Regions from separate parts of the Mus musculus genome. Here regions 1, 2, 3, 5, 6 and 7 are each linked to region 4. A link is a contact called in public HiChIP or PLAC-seq and promoter capture Hi-C data. All regions are on one chromosome and are shown on one strand. Each heading gives the region's core, a stretch centred on a gene start, on an enhancer-like site or on the middle of the called end of the contact. The rest is flanking DNA. Distances are from core to core; before and after follow the strand shown. Region 1 overlaps Gm4827 (predicted gene 4827). Region 2 has its middle 8.2 kb from the start of Gm16619. Region 3 has its middle 18 kb from the start of Gm16619. Region 4 holds the start of Dubr (Dppa2 upstream binding RNA). Region 5 overlaps Gm6936 (predicted gene 6936). Region 6 overlaps Cd47 (CD47 antigen (Rh-related antigen, integrin-associated signal transducer)). Region 7 overlaps Gm15518 (a long non-coding RNA gene).

Region 1 (3,198 bases), core at 202-2,701, 660 kb after region 4:
GCTACCTCATGGCCAAGTTTCAGTGTCAGAGGGCTCTGCCAGGAAAGTGCCTCAAACCTAGAGAGGAAATAAGCAAAATGATGGTGAGTGGTTGGTTTTCTTTGTTCTTATTTATTCTTTGATGAGGTTACAGTCATTTTTTTAAAAAGGCTGAAATCTTAACATCTTTCCACTTTCTCAAACTAGGATATTAAATAAAAATAATTTTACTAGCCATTTGTTTAGGGTATAATTTTAGAAGGAAAACCAAGATGAGTGATTAATACTTTCCCCCTTAATTGTGTTATTAAGATACTAGTTTTGTTTCTTTGAAGTGAGCCACAATTGCTTTGAAGTGTTTGTGTCTGCTGCCTGGAGCTCATGAGCTTACACTTATTTGATAGACCTTGGTAACTCCAATGTAGTCATCCTTTCTGGTGTTACAGTGGCCACACCTTTGGCCATAGAGTGATTCCTTAAGGTCCTGGATCCTTTGGAGGTGACCCTGGCCTTTTTTTGCCTTTAGTTTAAAATGTTCCACGTCTATCTTGTTCATTTCTTGATCATTCCATGATTTCGAATTTGGCAACCCCCTAAAAATTCCTTACTTCCCTTAGTGGGAAATGATAACAGAGTCCAGAATGAGGCATGAGAGCTATTCTTTGTTATTTAGGCTAGACCTTGTTTCTAGGCTTTTTGAGTAAATATACCTAAAGTATTTTTCATTTGTGTTTTGAATAAAATACATCATGAGTTTCTTCAATATCTCCAGTGTAAGCCTAGGGTTTTTGTTTGTTTTGTTTGTTTGTTTTGTTTTTCTCACATACCAGAAGTCTGATGGTCATTCGGATAGTAAAAATATATTGACAACTAGGAAAAAGTAAATAATAAACGCACATTTGATGATATCAAAGTGTTAATATTTTTTCAGAAATGACAATATCACTTCAACAATGTTTCTGGAACTACCAGGCTGTGGAGACATTCACGTGCACATATTTGTACATTGTTCCTTTGCGATCTGGGTTTTGCTTCAAGCTAACATTAGGAGTTTCATGAGAGAAGTAGACAGTGTATAGATAAAAGTTGGCTGTGGTTTGAGCTCTGTTGAATCTAGGTTATGGGTCCTTGGGACTATTCTAGATTCTTTATTGTTTTTATGCTGAAAATTTTAACCTTGTAAAAGAGGAAACACCTGAAGGGTAAGCGGGAGAGTGGTGCTACATGAAATAGTAGGCATGCTGTGTTTATAAAATAAACCCAAATGCTACAAGAAAGACAAATATATATGTGCAACACCACCAGGGCTAACCCCAATAACAGAGAATAAACTTCCGTGCTACAAATTACTTTCATCTGAGAGTTCTGTCTTTCTGTGGGTTTTAAATTTCTGATGTGATCCTGTACTCCGTCTATAATCAGGCAAACATGTAAATATTACTAGCTGAAAAACCTTGAAGCCACAAGTGCCCCTCCCCCAACAACTTCCTGCTTCCATGCCTTTGTGCTGATAGCATGTCCTGTTAGCCATTCTGCTGTGCTGTAGCTGTTGGACAGCGCCCCGCCCCCTTTCTTCCTGATCTATGCTCTGCAAGTTTCCTTTTCTCCTAGTGTATGCCCTGTGACTTTGCTCCTTTTTTCAATGGTTGATGCCTGTTCATGAAAGTTGGGGCCTTGATGAAAAGTGAGAATGAATGCAACTTTGCTTTTCATGTGCTCTCTTTTTCCCGATCAACATTGCTCCCTTTCTCTCTGCTTCTCTTCCTCACAGCTTAGACCTTCAGTTGCTCTTATCCACAGGAATACAAGGCATCTACAGGACCTTGGCTGACTGTGATCCATTGCTAGTGATTTGATGTCACTTCCTTACAGGAATGGTACAGCTTTATGATTTCAATCCACCTCAAATGAGAGTGTAGCTCAGGAGACGCCCAAATGCCTAGCCACACTTACAGTAAGAAGATGGAGTCTGTTCAAATTCACGACTGAGGACAAAATCTGTATCTCTCCGTTATGCCTTGTGACTTTTCTTTTTTTAACAGCTGAAGCTAGGAGACTTCACACCTTGGCAGCTTGATACATAAACACAACACCTTTCCTTTATTTATCTCCAAGATCTCATATTAATATCATGATATAAAATACAGTACAACTTTGAGAGTCCCAGAGTCTTTAAAAAGTTTAAATACTTTACAAGTATCTATAGGTATTAGAAGTCTTTAGAAGTTGGATTAATACTATATCTATTTAGGAGTATATTAGTAGTAAGTTCTCCCCTAGGCCAGTGACCCATCTAGCTAAAGGCACTTGGAACAGTAATGGCACCACTTATAGGTTTCATCTTGTGGAGTGGGACTTACATCCGAGGAGAAAGTGGTTGGTTTCCCATGACGTCATGCCACTAGTGCATCAGTGGGCATGTCCTGTCAGGCTGTTATTATTGTGGTTCACACGATTCACAGAGAGGTGAGACTGATGGTTACCTTCCTCATCCAGCTGCCTGTAGAGGACCTTCTAGCATCCAATAGGAATGAAGCATCGAGGTGAATACCAGGTTGATTTCTCCATGTTCTATACTATGTATGTGGTGTCTACAGCAATAGGGTTTCACCATCAGGTCCTGGAGGTTGCCAGTAGCATTGGTAAAGACTTTTGTCTGCCTTTTTATTGGTTATTTTATTTATTTACATTTCAAATGTTATCCCCCTTCCTGGTTTCCCCTCTGCAAACCCCTTATTCCATCCTTCCTCCTCCCCTTGTAATCTTTTAAAAAGAAAAGGAGAAGAGATCTTTCAGTTACTTCTAAGCAGATCTCTGAAAAACCTGTATGAATAAACTGCTGTGCTTAATAATTTCATTTTATATGTATTTCACACTAGCCCTATAAACTACCTCCTTTTTTTCTTAGCTCCATTATCATTGAATTGGACTCTGGAATACATACAGAGGCCAGAGGGTGTAGCTCAGCTGAGGGAGTACTAGTCTACTGTTATAGTAAATATTTAAATCTTGGCCAGGAGTTTCTACCCTGCCTTTGGTTACTGAGCTCTTGAATAAAGAACATACTCACAGACTTTATATTTACAATAAGCCTTAAACAACACAAGAGCTGGACAGCTGCCTACCCTCTGTGCTGTTAAGTGTCTCCTTTCCTTTTTTTTTTCTCTCTCTCTCCTTTCCTATCTATAACCCTGAGCTATCACTTACTATATACTATGC
Region 2 (3,512 bases), core at 120-2,619, 940 kb after region 4:
TCTCCATTCACAGGCAACAACTCTTCTTTCTCACCACTTTGGACTGTGTGTGTGTGTGTGTGTGTGTGTGTGTGTGTGTGTGTGTGTGTGTGCAGGGGACTGGCGTGCTACGAGAGGACAGTGAGCACCTCTTCAGTAGCCTCTTCTTCCACCTTTTTTCGAGACAGGGTGTCTCTTTTTGTTGTTCCCCACTGTAAATACCAGCTAGCTGGCCTGCAAGCTTCAGGGAGGGGCTTCTCCACTCCTACGTCAGCACATTGATGTGCGAGGATTACAGATCGATGCTATCACTTGTAGCCTCGCACGGTTCTGAGTATTTGAACTCAAGTCTTCCCACTTGCTCTAAAAGCAAGTGTGCACTCACTAATCTATCCCTCACTTTTCACTTTCATTTTTAAAATCTTGTTTTCCATGGTAACCTTGCATTCAACAAGGACCTTTAACATCTCACCGCTCTTGGCCTTCCTTATTGGACCTAATGGGGTTAAGGATGCTTAGAAAATTCTTCTCAAACAAGGATTTCCAAGGCTAGGAAAGCATTGATGGTGAATGCTACAGAAAGCAGTAATAGGTATTTCAGCATCATTGCTGGCCCATGTAATGTTTCTTTTTCACTGATGGATTCAGTTTTATTTAAAGACAATGGATTCAATTTTAAAGACATTAATCCATAGAGTAAAGTTGGTAAACAGAATGACATATGTAACCAGTCTTCTGTCTTCACAGGTTTATTGGTGGGTTAAAGTGAATGCTGTCCAAACTGTGAGGTGATATTGAAATCTTTCCACAGTTTCACACTGAGACGCAATAATACAGGTCTTTGTTGTGTAGAGCAGAACTGCCAACTCTAAGTTGGATTTCCTGGAAGGTGGGAGAGAGAGGGTCCTGACTCATAGGCGTGTAGCCTCACTCACAGCAGGAGGGTGAGTAGAAGCAAAATTCCTATTAGGGATAGCTTAAATGGGAACACATTTCATTTTGCAGAAAACACCTTCTAGAACTTGCTTAATAGAGGGCACCTTTGCAGTCAATCACTTCACAAAAGTTTCAAATTGGATCAAAAAAGAAGGGGGCACAGGCTAAGGTTGGGGTTACAGGTCGTGTATTACATCTCCAAGTGCCTATATAATTACACTGTGGTGGTTTTTAGTTGAAAGCTTGTAGATCATAAATAGAGGACTCGTTTACTGGTTCTTGTGAAGCATTGTGGGAAGGAGGACACACGGGTGCTGGCACATGCTCCTGCCAAGCATAGGATAACGAACTTTTATGCAGAGGTTTCAGTCACACAAGAGCTACGATACGGAAGGGTCCAAGAGACAACCCGAAGGACGTCAGAATGGGAAAATTTCCAGGCAAACTCGTTTTGGCACACAACAACTGTAGACACTTCGTCAGAGTTTTAAAAGCCACTTCCTCCTTACACTTCACTTCCACTCTGGAAGCCCAGCTGGGCATTTTCCCTGCTGAGTGGGAGGGTAAAGCAGAGCTCAAGATTAGCTCAGGCTTTAGGCAAAACTGTAATGTAGGTTGTGCCCTGTGTGTTGTTTCTGTGCTTTGACCTGTCTGCACCACCAGGCACGTCACCTCTCCTGATAAACCTACCCCACAGAAATAGCTCCCTGCTCTTTAAACAGAGCCCCCGGTATGATTTCTCTCTTTCTCTTGGTGCCATCTAGAAAGTAATGATTCTAATATTTACTTAACTCAGGACCTTGACTTATGGACATTAATGTGTGCTAATATTTCTAGAGTTCCTGTCTTCTAATAGCATTTCTTGAAAATGGTATTTATTTTTTAAAAGATAAATAAACCCAAGATGAGATTGATGGAAAATATTTGTTCCTCTAGGAAGATTCACAACCCCCCCCACCCCACCCCACCCCATCTCCTGGGTTAGAGGCTGCCACCAAAGCTGGCCGGTGAGTGTATCCTGTCAGGCACTTGCCACCCGTCAATGAGATCACTTGGGAAACTGTCCCCTCTTCTAGTTCAGTGGTGAGCCCTGTGTGCAGCCTCATGTGTATTAATGTACACATACCATTATACACTAATTCACGATGGTTAGCTCTTTGATCGATTGCTGAAAGGATCTTAGTAAATACTTTTGAAAAACATGAGAACAATGTTAAAGATCTCAGGAACTATAGGAATATGATGGGTTAGGAGAAAGCCAGATAGCAATTAAAGGCCAGATGGCGTTTCCTGATGTCTCCTACTTAGTTATTTTAGAAGCCTCAAAAGTCTTGCTGATGGACTTCTGAAATTACTGCTCGAAAATAAGAGATTCCAAGAATCCCTTAAGTGTGTCTGAAGTTCTCTCAGCATCAGAGGTAGATGATTAAGGAACATAACCTTGATCTGTTCTGGACATAAGCACTTTCAATACACAGAAAATATTCCTCAAGCGCTCTGGCGTCTCTGTTTTATCCAGTGACAGGGTCTGTGCTTTATAAGTTGAAATAATACTTTTTACCAAAAATGGTGCATAAAACAGAAACAAAAATAAAATATCCCCATGGCCACAACCATCGCCCAAGTCTTCAAGAAGGAAAAGCCAGAGAAAAGCATTTCAGTGGTACCTTAGGAATACAAAATATAGGAGTTTTGGCTCAGTGTACTATAGGTACTATCCCACTGTAAGGACAGTGGTAGGGCTCAGAGAGTTAGGTGAACTTGGAGGAAGTAGATTAGAATACGAGTGGATAAAAACTCAGCCTTCCAGAGCATGGAGGGTAGGCTTGTGGGTTAACACAAGAAGGAAAGGAAACCTGTCCTCTACCAAAGAGGATGCTGTTGACCACTCCCAAGGAGTCCTGGGGAATTCCTAGTGAGGTTTGCAGTTTGTGCAGAGCGTCTCTCCGTAACAGAGGTCAGCAGTGTAAGTGTAGCTAAGGTCTGTGTTGCTAAGTAAATTCCCTTCAGTCACTTTCTGTCCCCACCCTTGTTTTTTTCTTCCTTTTTATCACTTCCTCTATCTTTTTCTCTCTTTGGCTTCTCTCTTGGCTTTTCCAGTGCTTCAGTTGATAACTATCTACGGAAGTGGTATACTACAAATAACATAGTGCATAAAACCAGTCAAAACCTCTTAACGGTAACTCTCTTTCAGTACATGCTTCACACATACACTGTGCAGCCTGCTTTCATGTCAGCTTGACACAGCGAGAGTCATCTGAAAGAAGGGAGCCTCAATTGAGAAAAATTGTTCCATAAGCTCCATCTCGGTAAACAAGGCTGGAGGGAGTTTTCTTATTTAGTGATTGATGGCAGAGGGTCCAACCTATTGTGTGTGTTCAACTCATGGACCAGTGATCTTGCTATGGGGATGGAAGGGATCAGGATGAGCAAGCCATGAGGGACAAGCCAGTAAATAGCACTCCTTCATGGCTTCTTCACCAGTGCGCTCACCTTTGGGTTCCTGCCCTGCCTGAGTTCCTGCCCCGACTTCCCTTGATGATGGACTATGAAGAGGAAGTAAATAAATAAATAAATGTATAAATTTTAAAAAATAA
Region 3 (3,423 bases), core at 642-3,141, 910 kb after region 4:
AAGTGGGCTGTGTCCAGCAAATCCTCCCTTCAGTACTCAGGGGATTATGCCGAAGAGGAGGCAGAAAGTGTGTAAGAGCCAGAGGGGATAGAGGACACCAAGAATCAACGTCAAGGGCACACATATGAACTCTCAAAGACTGAGGCAGCATGCACAGGGCCTGAGAGCAGTCTCACTGAGGAAACAAACTACTCTTAAGGGTAGGTGCGTGCCCAGCTAGAGATGATCAACACAAAAAGAGCCTAATGGCACTTTTGGATATTTCTTGTCTTGTAATATCATTTCATGTTTTTTTTTTTGGCTTTGATTTTGTTTTTTGAATCTTATTTTTATTTATTTTATTTTATATTTCTTAGTTTCTCCTCTTTTCAACCCAAACATCTTTTGCATGTATATTCTAGTTTCTAGTTTAATGTTTCTATGGGGTTCCTGAATGTGCAACTCTGTGTCTGTACCTGCTTCTTCTGCCTTTTCTCGAGCTCTTTTCCTAGGGTTTGTTTTGTGCGATTCCCATGTATTGGTTTTTGTTTTGTCTTGTTCTTCCTCTTATTTTGTTTTATTTGTATCCCTTGGAAGCCTGTGTGTTTTCTGATGAGAGACAGAAAGGGGATGGACCTGAGTAGAAGAGAAGGTAGGAAGGAACTACAGGTGGGGGGAGGAGGTCAGTGAAGAAGAAGAGGAAAATAAAAAAAAAAAATAGCACTGAGCAAAATACAGACAATGGCGCTAGGATTGTGCCATTTCTAAGGGAAGCAAAACCTCTACCAAGACTGTTTGTTTGTGTGCCGTTTTAAGACTGTCCAAGGGAAGCCTGTGCTTCTCTGGGAGAATGGATGCCAGTCAGCTGGGGCTGAAGAATCAGTTATGATTAATAAGAGACCAGCATCATAGAGTCAAAGCCTTCTGGATCAATGATGACTCAGGGAGAAAAAAAAAGCATTTTTGCAGAGTCAGCACTCTGAAGCTGTGGTGCGGCAGGACCAAGAATGCATCTTAAATTGGCAGCTAATTTGACAATGTCTGAGAGTCCTTCCTGTGATGACGGCTTCTGTGTGGGAACTACAAGACTGAAGGGGTTGTGGAAAGAAGCTGAGGAGTGGAACCATGCAGCAGTGTTAGAGGCCCTAGAGAAACCAGGAGATTTCCCATTGGTAAAAGTAAAGCTTCATGTGATGGAGACTCCAAGATGCTGTAGATGCCGTGATTGTGGAATAACTACCATGAACAGTCATGGATATAGAATGGAGCCATCCTGAGCCTAGATGTGTGTGCTTTTTGGGTGGCAGAGCCAGAGAAATAGAGTCCCTTAATCCCTTAGAAGCCAGAGATCACGAGAAAGTCCCAGATATCAGATACTGAGCCAACTAACTAACTGTTGGCATTTAGTTTTACTGAATTCTGATTAGAGCTCTCCCTGATTCTTTGCTTTTGGAAATAGAATGTATGCAATTTAGTTTTGATTTTTATAGATACCCACAAATAAGAGGCTTTGGATTTTTAGACACTGAACTTTCATGTGTTGAAATGTAAAAAGACCTTGGGACTTTAGAGGCTGTGTGACATTTTATATTGTTATGTTAACATGCAATCCCGGTAAAAAGTAAAGGTTATAGTTTAACAGTGATGTGTTTGTGTGTCAAGCTGACAAGCGGTAGATTTAGCTAATGATAGCCAATCTTGGTTGTCAATTTGACATACTTAAGAGAGAACCTCCATTGAAGAGTTGCGTCCATCAGAGTGGCCTGTGAGGCTGTCTGTGGGGCATTTTCTTGATTGCTAACAGATGTGGAAGAGCCCAGCACACCTGTCAGATGGTCCTGGGCTACTTAAGGAAGCCATCTGCGCAAGAGCTAGATAAAACCGGTAAACAATGTTCTTCTGTGGTTTCTGTTTCAGTTCCAGCTTCTAAGTTCCCGCCTTGACTTCTCGCTCTAACTTCCTGCATTTATAGACTGACTATACCCTATAGGCTGAAATGAAGCTTCCTTCCCAGGCCCTCTTGCTTATCACATAACAGAAAGCAAACTACAACAAATTTTGTAAGTTTTAAAAACTTGCCGAGTCTTGTACTTTTTTAAATTTTTTTTTCATTTTTATTTTTTATTTCCTGAATCTTAGGTGTCTCCAAGAAAGAACGTTTATACTGAAGGGAAATGACTTTCCTAGATTACGTTTCCTAAGGAAAATTCCCCAGATTATAAATTCCTAACAGTGGTGCGTCTTTAAAGTTCTAATCTTCCAGTCTTCAGTTAGCCATAAAGAAGATCTTCAGGCTGCCTCAATGTGATAATACTCTCCTTATTCCAGAAGAGTTTTGTTTTAATTCTCTAGTCTGGGTTTCCTCTCCCAGCCTGTGAGCCAGCATACCTGTGTAGGGAACCTTCTTAAAAACCCGGAAAGACAAACTTCAGAGAGCTTCCTGTTAACTGAACACATGGACGTTCATAGAGAGTGGCTGGAGAGGGCTTGGAAGCTAGGGTCCCTATCTCCTAAACTCTCACTATGCATATATTCATTTGTATCCTTTAGAAGAACACATCTTCAAATATCAATGCTTCCTCAAATTCTGTGACTGACTCAAGCGAATTAATCAAATTCCAGGAAGAGGCACCAGAGCCCTCTCCCTATTGCTCAAAGCGCAGGTGGAATAATCTTGGCCGTGTGACCGGAATTCAAAGCAGTTTTGGGAACTGAGCCCCAACCTGTAAGCCCTGATGTTATTTCAAGAAAGATGGTGTCAGAATTAAATTGGATTAGAGAGGAGGATATGGATTAGAGCAGAGCAGCTGCTGTCCACTGCTGCAGAACTGCCTTCTGGTTGGGAAAAATTTGTGTTTTGAGGTCACAGAAATTCTGTATTGACTGTGAGGGAGAATAGATGGAAAACAGACAGTGTTTTCCCTTGTCTTGACACAGAGGTTAAACTTCAGCATGAATTTTGGACAGGGGCAAAAAATTTTCCAACTACAGCATCTTCTTTGATTGACTGATGGATTGATTGACAAAAACGCTCACCATAAGATGCACTACGGGTATTTGAACTGACACCTAAGAAATCACTATTTCATAAGGGCATCATCTTACTCCACACAGAGACCTCTCTAATTTTGAGAAAATTATTTCTAACATCAAGCCAAAATATCTTTTTTGTTCTTGGGTCATTCTTGAAGAACCATATAGGAAGAGCCTATTTCTTTCCTCTTTAAAATAGAATCTCAACTCCATCAGGTCAGTTACTATGAAACCTGGGTTTCACTTTCCCATGTGAAACAGTCTGTTTCCTTACTAATTCTTCATATAATGTGGGACTAATATACCTTACTACACAGTTGCCTTCTGTACTGGTTGGTTTTGTGTGTCAACTTGACACAAGCTAGAGGCATCAACAGAGAGAGAAGGGAGCCTCAATTGAGGAAATGCCTC
Region 4 (3,366 bases), core at 94-2,593:
ACATACAGAAATTATGGTCGTCGTTTGGGGCAACAAGCACTCATGAGGAAGAAGAGATAGGATGAGGCTCTTTTACAGTGCAGATGCAAAAGGGACTACGCTATAAGCAAGACATGTAAGCATCCTATATGGAAAACACTAGAAAGTCTTGTTGAATGTCACAGAACTGGATTTTCAATAAAAGGAAAGATAAATTCCGTTCTCCAATGGGAAAGCACATCAAATTATTCTCCGTTTCTCCAAAAGTATTTTAATGAAGCTATATTCTATTGTTTATATGGGAAAAAATAATGTAAAAGCAAGCCGCAATGAGGCAGGCCTAAGCCCTTTCAGACATTGCAATACGCTGCACAGACTACAATTAAAAAGGATAAATTTCGAATATGACAATATCTAATCAATGTGGAAAAGAAAAATTATATAGATCAGGACTCATGTACAGTGTAGAAATTGACATAGGTGGTATCTCACATCCCTAGAAGTAAAGAGGAAAAGGAATTTTATAAAGTTATCTTGTTAGAATAGGTAGACAGTCATTTGAAAACCGAAAAATCATCTAGGTAAAATTTCCACCAGTCTTACCAATATGCAGAAACAGTCAAATAGAGAGAGTGAAGGATACTCTGGGAGGAGACCCATCCTAGTCAATGTCAAGAAAACAGCAAAGAGGGGGTGGAGAACTGAACTAAATGGAATGAAGACCGATAATTGACATCTAAATGTGTTATGTAATCAACTTAATCCTAGATTTAAATTCTACCAACAAACGATAAAGTAAAAATTGAATATTTTTTGGAACAACTGAGGAAATTAAATCATATTAACTCTATCAGATAGAGGTTACTAAACTTGTTACATTTCTTGACCCCTGCTGTATTTTAAGCCTGTAGTCAAATATGGGCACATACGTAGCAGAATTCGAGTATATTCTTGTTGCTCAGAATCAGGGAGATAAGAGGGGTGGAGATTGAAGCTGCCACCCAGAGACTAGAAATCGGGGATGCTGCAAAATACTAAGTCACTTCACCTTATGGACACATTGTATGATCACCTAGCCCGAATCTCTACCACCACGGGTGCTTGAGAAACCCCGATGGAGAAAAATCGCTTATTCTGAGAAACTAGGTTGAAGCACAGGATCTCGCCGCTTACACAGGTCTAGTATGGATGTTATCTCTGGGGGAAGGTAGACACTGTTCACAACTAATTCAGAATCCAGTGTGTGTTCTTCCGCCCACAGCACCAGCGGCGACTGGTTCCTAGCCGCAGCTCAGCCAGCAGCCAAAGCTAAGCGGTGGGCGTGACCTGCTCTGTGGGAGGAGCCTTAAGGTAGGCGGGACGTGGACCGGCACCGCGCGTGCGTAGAGCTGTCAGCCGCACCCAGGCCGCGCTTCTAGCAAAGTTGCAAAGCAACGGGCAGACCTGTCAGAACGGTGAAGATCCCGGCGATGGAAAAAAGGCGAAACTGCTCCGCGTAGGCTGCTCGGAGTGGCATCGCACCTTGTTCGAGTCCGAAGAAGTTCCCGCTTCTCTAAGCCGGCTGAAGGGATGCGAGTCTCCTCTTGTCCCAACGGGACTGTGTCCTGACACAGAGTGGACTCCGCCCCAAGAGTGCGAGCGTCCTGAGCGTTCAGGGCATCCTGAGCCGCGGAAGGCATCCGGCCACACCCCGCTCTTTACCCGCCAACGCCAGCCCAGGTAAAAAGAAAAAAACTTTACGTGCTTTAAGATTCCTCTGGAGAGTCGCCAATTAGAGAGTTACCAGTTCTGTGACCACCCCACCCCCGCCCCCCAGGAAGAGCGAAATCTGTCACGTACTCATCTTTCACAACCTTGCATAGGAGGAGGAAACACCCACTCACGGCCGCCGGCCTTAAACGCTTGCAGATTTGCGATGGCAGGCAAATCCTTCACTTTCTGGGAGCTGGCGCCGCGTCTCTGGTGCTTGCAGAAAGGATCCAGTTTCTGTAAGGATGCCCAGGCTTCGATTGCACCTGGTTCTGAACACCAGCCCAGGAATCCCACGTACCTGTTTGCGCCTCCTCCCCTGGCCGGTTACCAGTCAAGACCGCCAGGAACCTCTTAGAACAGTAGCCAAACCGGCTAGTCTTTTATTCTGAATCGGTCACTTTCCGTGGCTAGTAAAGTCCAACACTTTGGATAAATTGGCTTAGTGTAAAAAGGTAAACTATTGTGTTTTGATAATGTCTCTTTTGCTGTGATATGTCCAGTGTGATCATTTAAAACATACTGAAAAGTGTATAGAAGAATGTTGAAATTCTACATAATCCCAACAAACTTAAAACAACTTGAAAAGCTTTATGTATGCTTTTAACCCTCTTTTTTTTTCAGTGCTCACTTGGTAAGACCACTTACTGAACAACTAGGTTGTTGAAGCTGTTTAACATTTGTTGAAAAACAGCACAGAAAATAGTATGCCGATTACAAATGCAGTTCAGTACTTAAACAAACATACTCTGGCAACAGTCTAGATGATATAATCTAGTACAAGCCTCCTTCATCGCAGTCCGTAACAAAGAAAGCACACTCATGCTAAATATAGACACTGCCTTAGCATTAAGTATTCTAATTGTTCTTTCTGTCATAATAGTTATCCATCCAATAGTCTGCAGTGCCCTGCTCCTTTCATTCCACACTGTATTTGAGTTTATGCATGCTGTTTCACGCAATTGGGTCGTTTAAAAATATTCTTTTACTCTTATGTTGTGTGGTCTCCAGTGTTTTGGATATACACAAAATATTGTATTAATAATGGTAATAATGAGATATGGTTCAAGCCATACAATTCATCCATTTAAAGTATGTGATTTGGGTTTTTTTTTATATTCACTTTGTGGGACCATAACTATCAGGTCATAGATGCCCTCCAAAGATAGCCCTTATCCCTCAAGCCCCAAACAACCGACAATCTTGCCTATAGACTTGCCTGTTGGGATCATTCTCTAAAAGTCCAATCGTGTAGTAAGCAAATAATGTGTGGCCAATTTCCCTTAGTGATACTGTACATTTATCTCCAGGTTTCGTGTTCTTACAAATAGTGCTCACATGGGTAAATATTAATCTTACCTGTTGTCACATGAATACACCTCTCGATATATATGCCTGTATGTTGAATAGCTCAGACATCTCCTGTGCTTACAGTTAGAGTTACAGTGCGAGCTTTTCATGTGTACTGTTACACTAGCCTGGTCTGATAAGAATTCTCAGTATTCCACCTTCCCCAACATCCGGTGGTTGTATAGTGTTAATTTACAAAAACCTCTGTTAACTGATGGCAGAATCATGCCATTATTAACCACTAATATATCCTCTTTAGTAAAGGGCTCTTCAGCTGTGTCTATTGAT
Region 5 (3,063 bases), core at 143-2,642, 750 kb after region 4:
CTCCCATGATCTGCACACAATCAAACTAGCCAGCATGTTTGCATGGAGTGGAAAGGGACTCGTGAGCCCCCACTCCTAACTGAAAGGATACAGATGGATGAATAATCTGAGGGGATGGAAAATCTGTTTTCTTTAGTGATGTGAACCCTAAATGCCCCAGTGGATGATCCCGCACCCACACCTATGAGGGCAGCACAAACTGGGTCATGAAAAAAAAAAAAAAAGAAAGATGAAGTTGTTGGGGTGGATCTGGAAGGAGTTGGGGGAGGAGTGAGGGGTACATATGATTAAACTAAATTGCATAAAATTCTCAAAGAAGTAATAAAATGTAAAGGTGGGGCATGGTTATGCCCACTTGTAGCCTCAGCACTTGGAGTGTAGAGATGGAGCTTTTGGAGTTCAGCTAATCTAAATTATCTGATGAGCACCAGGTTCTGTGAGAGACTCTGTCTCAAAAAATAAGAAGGAAAGCAATTTAGGAAGACACTTGGTGTTGACCTCTGGCTTCCCTCTCCAACACTGAGTCACACAAACATACACACAAACACACACACAGACATACACATATACCACATAGACACACACACCACACAGACACACACACTACATACACACACACACACACACCACACTACACACACACACACACACACACACACACACACACACAGCACACATATATACATACATCACACACATACACATATACATAAACACAGCACATACACGAATACCACATACCACACACAGACAGCATGCATACACATACATATACACACTTATACACCACATACACACAATGAAAAGGAAAAAAAAACCTTTTGAAATCAGGACATTTAATGGGTGATTATTAGTGAGAAAACATTTGAATAGGTACATTCAGTTTCACACACACCTGCACACACCATACATACATGTATCATAAACACCACACATATACACACACATACACATACATACACACCACATACATGTACACACACCACAACAACACACACCACATACATACATACTACATATACAAACACCACACATACACATATACACATCACACATATGCATATATACACCACACACATACCATACATACCAACCACACACACACAAATATGCACCAAACACACACACACACATACACACACACACACACACACACACACACACTGAAAAGAAAAACCCCTATTGAGATCAAGACTTTTAATTTAATGGGTGGTGGGTTAATTATTGGTGGGAAAAGAACATTTGACATTAAGTTTCACTTTGCACAAGGTCTAGCCTGGATTCAGTTACAAGAATATGGATGTGGTATGGATATCTGATGGAGTATGTCACTGTAGCTAACGGCCGGATATCTCTTGAGGGGTGATGGTCAGAAGAGGAAGTACAGTGAAGGGAGTGAAGTTCCTGATGAAGGGGAACAGTGCCAACAGAGTCAAGGACACGGTGATTAGTACAACTATGGGTGTGTCTCCTTCCCTTTTATGCTGCACAGGAGATGGGGCATGGCTGTGTAGGAGCGTGTGAAAGAGGATAGCAGATGCTTGGTAAGACGATAGAAAGCACAGGAAAGTGGTACCTTTAAGGTACTCTAGGATGCCAGGCTCCTCTGTGGTCTAACCAGGTGCATGAACGGAGATTTGCTAACCCAGACAGACCTGACCCCCAGGTAGGGCTTATGAATATAGAAAGGACTGAATTGTGGAGCCTTTATTTCCACTCTGTGTGATGCCCTTGTGTGGCAAACAGCCTGTAGTCCTGTAGAGGTGTCCTTGAGTGTGAAGAGAGGCCCGTGGACTTGCATGTCACCTCCCAGGTCAGTTTTTCCCAGAAGTGCTTGCTCTCCAGGATTTCAGGGCATCCCAATTACATGACGGCAAATGTCACAGCTTCAGAGTGTCTTTTTTTTTCTCTTTTCACTAGTAAGAAGTCCTTTCCTCTCAGAGGCCACTGTAATTAACCCTAGAGGGAATAAGTCATCCTTAGGGTCAGAGACGAAGCTACCATTGTGGTTTGACATGTTCTTACTGAAAATTTGTTTCAGGGACTCATCTAATCTATACGTCCTTTTCATGTGAAAGCCCTTAAAATTAATGCTACTTTGTAAAAACTTTATATCTTTTATTTTTTAGTTTATAATACTATTACATGATTTCTCCATTCCCTTTCCTCCTTTCAAACCCACATATATATATATGTGTGTGTGTGTGTGTGTGTGTGTGTGTGTGTGTGTGTATATATATATATATATATATATATATATACATATATGTATGTATATGTATATATTCTGTGACCTCCTTTCAGCAATTCTTCTTACAGGCATTTATGTACACACACACACACACACACACACACACACACACACACACACACACATCCTGCTCAGTCTGTATAACGTTACTTCTATGTATGTTTGCAAGGTTGACCTTGTAAATCAATTGGTGTGATACCACACCCATGAAGTTTCACTATCATGACTGCCTAAAAATGTCTCGAACAAGGACATTAGCAATTGACATGCCAAGGCGGATGGCGAAAAGCCCACGAGGATGCACCCCTACATAAAGAACTACAGGAAAGCAAGAAATGAGAGAGTGGGAGAAATAGCCAAAGCTAGTTTTAAAACGAAAAGAAAAGGCACAAACCAATTCCTCCTTTATCCCTGCCTCCTCCTCAGCATCCACACCAGGTCTCACTGCTCAACCGTCTGTATAAAGGAGTCACTGTGCTTGTTAAGGAAATTAGACAATGACAGTCACATAGTATGTGCCAAGGTGGGGTGTGCACACACTCCTTTGTCTAAATGTCACAAATTGTTATAGTATTGCTCTGCATTTCCGAGCCAGTATCATCACCTTTTAATTAGCCAGAAGACTCTGCTGTAAGATTCAAAAGGAGCAGCAACATTCAAGTCCCTGTCCGGTTTTCAATACAATTATTTGTCAGAATCATATTAACCTGATGTATGACAAACCCGTAAAATGGATACATTTAGGTCTCCAGGAGTCCTCCCTCATTAACTCTGGTATTTATAGCCACGGCTTCAATGCTGCAACCTCTCCT
Region 6 (3,127 bases), core at 261-2,760, 830 kb after region 4:
AATGTACAAACATGCAAATTGCAGTAACAGATAGAAAACACAGTTAAATAAGAGATGGTAGCAAAGCAGAATCATTTTCACATCATGCAAATTGAACTCAGTAACAGCAAGAAAATTGGTAGGATTTAACGGTCCATTGCTTAGGTTATCTCTAAGCGGCTCTAGGAGAACTGTTAGCTGCTTGTGGCTAACACAGCTGTGTCACCAGTCTCCTCAGAATAAGAGGCAGAGGTGAATTAACACATTCTCCCAAGCCCGCCCTTTGGGCGTGTCCTTAGAGGCTGCCAGAGTTATCTGCCAGTCACTGTGGACAGGAAGCTGAGTCCAATATACTCCCACTTCAGATCTTAATTCCATGTAAGAACTCTCAGGTCTGTCACCATGGTGAGTTTATACAGTAATTTTTTTTCTCATACATTTCCTCCTGAATTTGATCTTTTTCTTAGAATTTTCCCAAAGACCTTATGGAGGTATTCAAATACAATAAAACCTTTAGGAAGGAAAAATGCTGATAAAATCGTAGGTCATTATTTGGAATGGATCTCTTCAACAACATATACCTTACAGACTATACTTTTTAAGGAAGTCAATTTAACACAAACTTTTCTTCCTTAATGTCGTGCTCAAAACTGTCACTCTATAAACTCACATCACACAAATCCAACAGATGGGGAGACACAGTGGAATCAGCTTCCTGCTGATGGAAGAGATAATTATATTCCCCCTCATAGATTCTGCATCTACATAGGGAGTACAAACTTACAGGGACACTTCTGTCTCATCAGTACTTAAATGCCTCAAGGTAAATCTTATGACACAAACAGACCTATTCATACACAGGCCCTGAAATGACTTCAGCATTGCCTTAATTTGATGTCACATTAAGCATAGAACCAAACAGTCCAATGTTCCAACCCCTCATTTTAATCCACCAAACAACTGCTTTTAATTAATTTCATAAACTTGGACTTACCCTAGGAGGTTGGATAGTCCTCTGGTTGGAAGCTGGTATAAATAAAAGCATAAATGCAACCAATAAGATACATAAAGCAATATAATACTTAATTTTAAGATAACATACATGTTCAGGACTAAAGCCAGAAGGTACTAGAGACTCCAGTGCAGGAGTTGTAGCTTTGATGGTCTACTTGAAAACTACAGAGGACTCTTGATTAAATGCATTGACAGGAGAAAAGCAAAGAGATGCCTACAGCAAATAAAAAAAAATAGACTCACTCATGTGCACATGCCTCTCTCATGTCAGATACCTGTCATACCTCATGTTGAAGAGAGGCTGTCAACTACTCACTGTTACCAGGGTACCATCTCTTTCTCCTTCCCAGCTGGGATGGCCAGAATAGGGCAACGAGTGACTTCCCCTCTCTCAACACACTCTCCTTGTTCCGAACTGAGCAGCCTTTTCTTCCTTTCTCTCATATTCCCAGTCCTCAAAGCTCTAGGCAGCTAGCACGCTACAACAAAGCATGAGCCCTTCAACGCCCCCTCCCTCCCTCCCTCCCTCGAGCTTAGAGCTACCCCAGATTGGTAGTTTCAAACCAAACCAGGGCTCCTCCCTCTGTGTATTCCTCCCTGGTGTTTTGAGTTGCAACCTTTACTGCTTCTGCACAGATTAGCTAATGAAGATGCAATAATAGAGGGCAGGAACTAAATGACAAGAGGGAAAAGAACAACATTAGACTGGTTTTAAAAAAAGACAAGAAAAAAGAAAAGAAAACTTCCTTGTAAAACCAGTTCAGGGAGCCATAGAGAGCAAGGAAAGCAGGTCTTAACACATAGCCTGTGTCCCAAGAACAGGAAAACGTGACCAGAAATAGTCTCTCAACAACTCAGGATTCTTTTCCTAGGCACAATTTCCTACCCCACCCATCTCAGTTTGAGAACTCCAAGCTTCCAGGTTTTTTAAACAGTGTAAGCACTCCGAGAGCCACAGCGGAATACACAATGTAGTTTTAAGGCAGGAGCAATGCAGAGTAATTTCCCAGTCATTCTGGACTGCCGAGAAACAGTGTTAGGGCTTATAGGATTCCACAGAAACCCAACTGGCTAGCACACAGAGGCACGCCCAAGACAGCCAAGTTCCCCTACCCTGCCCGTGCAGACTCAGCAAGCGTCTAACGCTAATGAAGACCAGGCTTTCTCAAACTGGAAAAGTGCAGCCACCAGGCCAGACATACACATCACATTACCACTAGAATTAGAAGAGGTTAAATTACAAACAACTAGAAACATAGGGATAGGAGGGACAGGTTTCAAAAGAAGAGAGAAAGTAGGCAAGGAAGAATTTGGAGTGGTGGGAATGAAGAAAGAAGCAGCTATGGAGTGTATCACACAGTTAGGCAGGAGATTGGGAGAAAAATGCAGTCATTCTTAAGTTACGTAAACTGAACTCAAGTAACAGGGAGAAGTAAGTGCTCAGCTATAAATGAGGCAGTTACCCCATCCCCCATTGAGGCCCAGGGAACACTGGGGAAGAAAGGGCAGAAGGAAGATAAGGGGTGGACGACAGAAACCAGAGCTACATGACTGCTATCTTCTGGGCATGCTACACACATTCTAACCATGAACCCAACGCAATTACACTTGCCTGCAGTACACCTCAACAAGACTGGGCCTGTCAGAAGCCAGGTGCTGATGGGGGGGGAGGGGGACCCAAGAGGCCTGGATCCCTTCCATCAAAGAAATGGCTAAGGAAAGATTCTGAGCCCTGGAGAGGCATTCCCTCAGCTGAATAAATACTCATGAGCCTGTCGGGCTCCAGTAGACCATTCCAAACTCATGGTCACTTAGATGGCCCTGGTTAAACCCATTGAGTCTTAAAACACAAAGAGTTCCATGCTGTATCTCATGAATACAGCAACGAGATTTGCAGGGAGGAGAGTGGGTTGATGGGGTGCTGAGGAAAGGCCACATGGAGGGTGACAGTAATCAGAATGTATTCTATAAACACCTGTATGAGAATGTCGAAGGACACATTCAGTGATAAAAGACTGAGAAAGCACAGTAGTGTGTGCACAAATTCAAAAATAGAAAAAAAAAAAAACGGTGTTCTACTGAGAGTCACGGGGGAAGCCAGATTTATGCTGCTCTCAACCTTGCTCAGAGAGGT
Region 7 (3,181 bases), core at 551-3,050, 960 kb after region 4:
TTTTCTGCCGGGTTACTTTTCTTACAAGTCTCTCTGTTTTATCTTTTTTTTTTTCAGTGTTCTGTCAACACCCAGCCCTGTGACCCCATGATGTCCACTCACAACTTCATAATTTCATCTCTTGCTATCTGCCTGGCTATTTTCCTTGATATTGGATTCCTATCGTCTTTCAGTTCTACTCTTATGAATATCCTTTGTTTTCTCAAAGTTAGAATGATTTTTCTCACTAAAGTTTGTTTGTCTATCATAAAACTTACTGTTATAAGCATTTTAACTCTGTGTGTGTGTGTGTGTGTGTGTTTGTGTGTGTGTGTGTGTATGTGTGTGTGTGTGTGTGTGTATGTGTGTGTGTGTTTATGTGTGTGTGTGTGTGTGTGTGTGTGTGTATCTTTCCCACTGGACTGTGAGCTGGTAAAGGAAGCGATTACACCTCATTTGCATTTGGCTCCCTTAATATCTCACACTGCAGCAAAACAAGTGGTTATCTGTCAAATGTTCGTTGACCCACACTACATATGTGTAGTGAACAGGAGCCGCCTGAACCAAGAGGCTTCTTAGAAATACCACAGAAAGTAGTTTTTCTAGGTCACCAGCATCCTCTGCGATACTGAGGGATTGCTGAATGCTTCCCAAGGGCAGAATGAATATGATAGCTTAGATTCATCACAGTAGCTATCCGAAATAAAACACTAAGTCATGAGCTCAAACAGAGGCTAACATTTAATGACTTACAAAGTCCAGAAAGTATGCAAGACAAACAGATCAGTAAAAATAAGAAATATTGAACAAACCTTGGTTATGATTTTTGCTTTTTAGTTTCCACACATAAGGTAGAATCCTTATTTAAATTTATGGTTATGGAAAACCGGCCATTTCCATTTTCAGCACAGTTGGGTCGGGCTATTTCCTGTTATCAATAGGAAGCTGCTGTACAATTAAATGGATCAATGATGCAGTGAGCTAAATTAGCTTTTTTATAGTCAAATAATTGGACTAGCTGTGCATTCTACATTATTTCAGTTGTACAAGCATGATCTTTGAATCTACCTTGTAGCAAGATGCCTGGGCTGCCTTAGCCTATTGATTTGAGAAGCAGTAAAAGGTGATATTTAGAAAGGGCCATGGGATAGTATCAATAAAATGGTTCAGGGGATACACATTTGACACACAGAGTGGCTTTATGTAGACTGATTTTTTTGAAGAATAATTTACAAATCTGGCCTAATTCAACTAGCAATATGATAATAATGTACCTTAACTACGTACCTTAAAATACTGTTGCTTATCTCGATGCAGAACATTAAACTGCTGTTGTCAGCGGCATGTGAGTAAACTGGCTGTTTGTCTAACGGTCTGATCTGTAGTGATTTTTCTATTCCTGTGGTGTAAACACTCACAATGGGCTGGTGGGAAGTTATCAACAGTTACCTAGCTCTCAAAATTTCCGAATATCAAACAACTGACTTCAGAGGTGGTAGGAGCTGACTCTAGAAGCCTACCACAAGCTGATGCCCACACTGGCAGGAGATTCACAACCATGCACGTCTAGCACTAGGAGGTTTTAGAATATCCCAGCACTACCGGTGGCTGTATGAACAACTTTGTACTTTTACTAGCACATTGGGATTCATGGGTAGCATACCCTGCAGAAGATTTTACAGAAGGTAAAAGAAAAGCGACTGGACAGGAGGGAAAATATAACTCTATCACCTTACCGGAGAAAACCCAGGATGAACGGTGACTCAAAAGCCACACAGGAAATTCTTAGCCGAGAAATTGTGACATAGGAAGAAATAAGTCTGACCTTTGGCTGTAACGGTTGGCACAGAGTTTCCAAATAGTTTGCAGTTTCCTAGAACTTTGAGGTTTTCATGGCTACATGATGAAATCCCTCAAAAAAAAAAAAGAAAGAAAGAAAAGAAGAGAAGAGAAAAGAAAAGGAAAAGAAAAGAAAAGAAAAGAAAAGAAAAGAAGAAAACCCTAAATGAAGGGGTGCTGAGGTTTTCAGGTGGGGGTTAGCCATGAGGACAACCAGGGCTTCCCACCCTCTCTGATGTTCTATCTGGTGAACTTCACAGTTTGGGTAACAGAGTGACAGTCTGGATAACTGACAAACAATAGAAGGTTCCTTGGCTCATGGCTCTGACAGAGAAGACCAAGAGCATTCATTGTTCTGACCAGGGCCTTTATGCTGAGTCACAACTCGTCAGAAGGGCAAGGGGACATGTGCAAGATGGAAGAAACTGGCTGTTGGTGTGGACAACTCCACATATTTGGTGCCAGGAATATTGTGAATATATTCTTACTAACACACCTGGAACTGGGATCTGGTTGGCTGGACTTGTGGGCCAGGGTTCTTCCATGCACAAGCCTTTGAGAGGAGCTAGAGAAGGTCACCCAGGGGCATGTGTGGAAACAGGATGCATGGTCTTGATAAGGGGTGTGGTGGACACCGGGTGAGTAGGAGGAGCTGTGGACCTGAAATTCTTCTAGGAAGGCCTAGCTGGGAGAACTTCTTCACAACAGTGAAGATGGTGACAAACGGTTTTCTAAAGGTGGTTCTTTTCATTTCTCTTGAGTTTCTTTTAACATTGTGTATTAATTTAATCTATGGTACTTATTAGATGGGGCCTTAGCATTTCATAAGCTACTCGAGAAGAAAAATGAGTTTAAGTTCTCTTTAAAGAAATCTCTTCACGCCGGGTGTGGTGGTGCCCGCCTTTAATCCCAGCACTTGGGAGGCAGAGGTAGGCGAGTTTCTGAGTTCTAGGCCAGCCTGGTCTACAGAGTGAGTTCCAGGACAGCCATGGCTACACAGAGAAACCCTGTCTTAAAAAAATCCAAAAAACAAACAAACAAAACAAATCTCTTCACACTGAAATGTTTTGCTTACTTGTACATGGGGGGGCGAGGGGGAGATCTTCAGATGGGTGATTCTGTAGATAACTGAATATCAACATTAGCATTTTTAAATCCCTGATAACCCTCCCACAATTAAAACATAATAAAACAAAACACCCATGTCTATGGGGTAAAACTCGAGAAGGGGACTTAGTGCTTAGGCATTTAAAATTTTTATTAATCTTCAAGAATTTCATACAATGTATTTTTATCAAAATCACTCCTCCTACCTCTCTTTAGATCCAGCCTCCTTACCCTATCAATTTATTTTCTTTTTCAA

Evidence for each region. Promoter capture Hi-C pulls out the DNA fragments that hold promoters and counts their contacts. HiChIP or PLAC-seq counts read pairs in DNA pulled down with a chosen protein or histone mark.
Region 1: a promoter capture Hi-C map of second pharyngeal arch cranial neural crest shows a contact between it and region 4, with 2.4 times the contacts expected there. The contact joins the enhancer-like site here to the promoter of Dubr in region 4. A contact is called at or near these places in 9 of 39 promoter capture datasets (the 3T3-L1 cell line, embryonic stem cells, frontonasal cranial neural crest and 5 more), 7 of 115 datasets of contacts at active chromatin or transcription factors (bone marrow-derived macrophages, embryonic forebrain, embryonic midbrain and 3 more) and 1 of 9 other capture datasets (embryonic stem cells).
Region 2: a promoter capture Hi-C map of neutrophils shows a contact between it and region 4, with 4 times the contacts expected there. The contact joins the enhancer-like site here to the promoter of Dubr in region 4. A contact is called at or near these places in 9 of 39 promoter capture datasets (the C10 cell line, the HPC-7 cell line, embryonic stem cells and 5 more), 1 of 115 datasets of contacts at active chromatin or transcription factors (large pre-B cells) and 1 of 9 other capture datasets (embryonic stem cells).
Region 3: an H3K4me3 HiChIP or PLAC-seq map of pro-B cells shows a contact between it and region 4, with 4 times the contacts expected there. The contact joins the enhancer-like site here to the promoter of Dubr in region 4. A contact is called at or near these places in 12 of 39 promoter capture datasets (the 3T3-L1 cell line, the C10 cell line, the HPC-7 cell line and 8 more), 1 of 115 datasets of contacts at active chromatin or transcription factors (pro-B cells) and 1 of 9 other capture datasets (embryonic stem cells).
Region 5: an H3K4me3 HiChIP or PLAC-seq map of bone marrow-derived macrophages shows a contact between it and region 4, with 4 times the contacts expected there. The contact joins the enhancer-like site here to the promoter of Dubr in region 4. A contact is called at or near these places in 3 of 39 promoter capture datasets (the 3T3-L1 cell line and pre-B cells), 7 of 115 datasets of contacts at active chromatin or transcription factors (CD8 T cells, astrocytes, bone marrow-derived macrophages and 4 more) and 1 of 9 other capture datasets (embryonic stem cells).
Region 6: a contact with region 4 is called in a promoter capture Hi-C map of liver, with 4 times the contacts expected there. The contact joins the enhancer-like site here to the promoter of Dubr in region 4. A contact is called at or near these places in 14 of 39 promoter capture datasets (the 3T3-L1 cell line, 3T3-L1-derived adipocytes, cranial neural crest and 9 more), 1 of 484 Hi-C or Micro-C datasets (cortical neurons), 9 of 115 datasets of contacts at active chromatin or transcription factors (the 230-238 cell line, acute myeloid leukemia, bone marrow-derived macrophages and 5 more) and 1 of 9 other capture datasets (embryonic stem cells).
Region 7: a promoter capture Hi-C map of neutrophils shows a contact between it and region 4, with 6 times the contacts expected there. The contact joins the enhancer-like site here to the promoter of Dubr in region 4. A contact is called at or near these places in 13 of 39 promoter capture datasets (the 3T3-L1 cell line, 3T3-L1-derived adipocytes, the C10 cell line and 8 more), 1 of 15 datasets of contacts at CTCF or cohesin (large pre-B cells), 12 of 484 Hi-C or Micro-C datasets (B cells, CD4 T cells, CD8 T cells and 7 more) and 7 of 115 datasets of contacts at active chromatin or transcription factors (CD8 T cells, bone marrow-derived macrophages, effector CD8 T cells and 4 more).

What each region holds. Positions count from the first base shown.
Region 1 is chr16:50,067,539-50,070,736 of GRCm38.p6, reverse strand. All of the region lies in intron 1 of Gm4827 (predicted gene 4827), which reads left to right. Among named protein-coding and RNA genes, the nearest start is that of Gm4827, 3.7 kb to the left of the region's middle. Within about 2 kb of position 1,451, at least 29 of the 459 cell types and tissues checked have an H3K27ac peak or open chromatin away from gene starts, as enhancers often do. A contact at or near this core is called in bone marrow-derived macrophages, second pharyngeal arch cranial neural crest and trophoblast stem cells, where this site is marked.
Region 2 is chr16:49,790,553-49,794,064 of GRCm38.p6, reverse strand. No RefSeq gene overlaps it. Among named protein-coding and RNA genes, the nearest start is that of Gm16619, 8.2 kb to the left of the region's middle. Within about 2 kb of position 1,369, at least 115 of the 459 cell types and tissues checked have an H3K27ac peak or open chromatin away from gene starts, as enhancers often do. A contact at or near this core is called in neutrophils and pre-B cells, where this site is marked.
Region 3 is chr16:49,817,244-49,820,666 of GRCm38.p6, reverse strand. It overlaps Gm4633. Among named protein-coding and RNA genes, the nearest start is that of Gm16619, 18 kb to the right of the region's middle. Within about 2 kb of position 1,891, at least 116 of the 459 cell types and tissues checked have an H3K27ac peak or open chromatin away from gene starts, as enhancers often do. A contact at or near this core is called in the HPC-7 cell line, neutrophils, pre-B cells and 1 more, where this site is marked.
Region 4 is chr16:50,730,750-50,734,115 of GRCm38.p6, reverse strand. It overlaps Dubr (Dppa2 upstream binding RNA), which reads left to right and starts at 1,343. Exons shown (of 2, transcript NR_028300.1): 1 at 1,343-1,698.
Region 5 is chr16:49,985,535-49,988,597 of GRCm38.p6, reverse strand. All of the region lies in intron 1 of Gm6936 (predicted gene 6936), which reads right to left. Among named protein-coding and RNA genes, the nearest start is that of Gm6936, 6.6 kb to the right of the region's middle. Within about 2 kb of position 1,392, at least 39 of the 459 cell types and tissues checked have an H3K27ac peak or open chromatin away from gene starts, as enhancers often do. A contact at or near this core is called in bone marrow-derived macrophages and pre-B cells, where this site is marked.
Region 6 is chr16:49,904,659-49,907,785 of GRCm38.p6, reverse strand. Cd47 (CD47 antigen (Rh-related antigen, integrin-associated signal transducer)) reads right to left here. Exons shown (of 9, transcript NM_001368415.1): 8 at 974-1,005. Among named protein-coding and RNA genes, the nearest start is that of Gm19723, 50 kb to the left of the region's middle. Within about 2 kb of position 1,510, at least 133 of the 459 cell types and tissues checked have an H3K27ac peak or open chromatin away from gene starts, as enhancers often do. A contact at or near this core is called in acute myeloid leukemia, bone marrow-derived macrophages, cortical neurons and 4 more, where this site is marked.
Region 7 is chr16:49,769,145-49,772,325 of GRCm38.p6, reverse strand. Gm15518 (a long non-coding RNA gene) reads left to right here. Exons shown (of 5, transcript XR_003951928.1): 3 at 58-2,555. Among named protein-coding and RNA genes, the nearest start is that of Gm15518, 5.2 kb to the left of the region's middle. Within about 2 kb of position 1,800, at least 80 of the 459 cell types and tissues checked have an H3K27ac peak or open chromatin away from gene starts, as enhancers often do. A contact at or near this core is called in 3T3-L1-derived adipocytes, CD8 T cells, the G1E-ER4 cell line and 4 more, where this site is marked.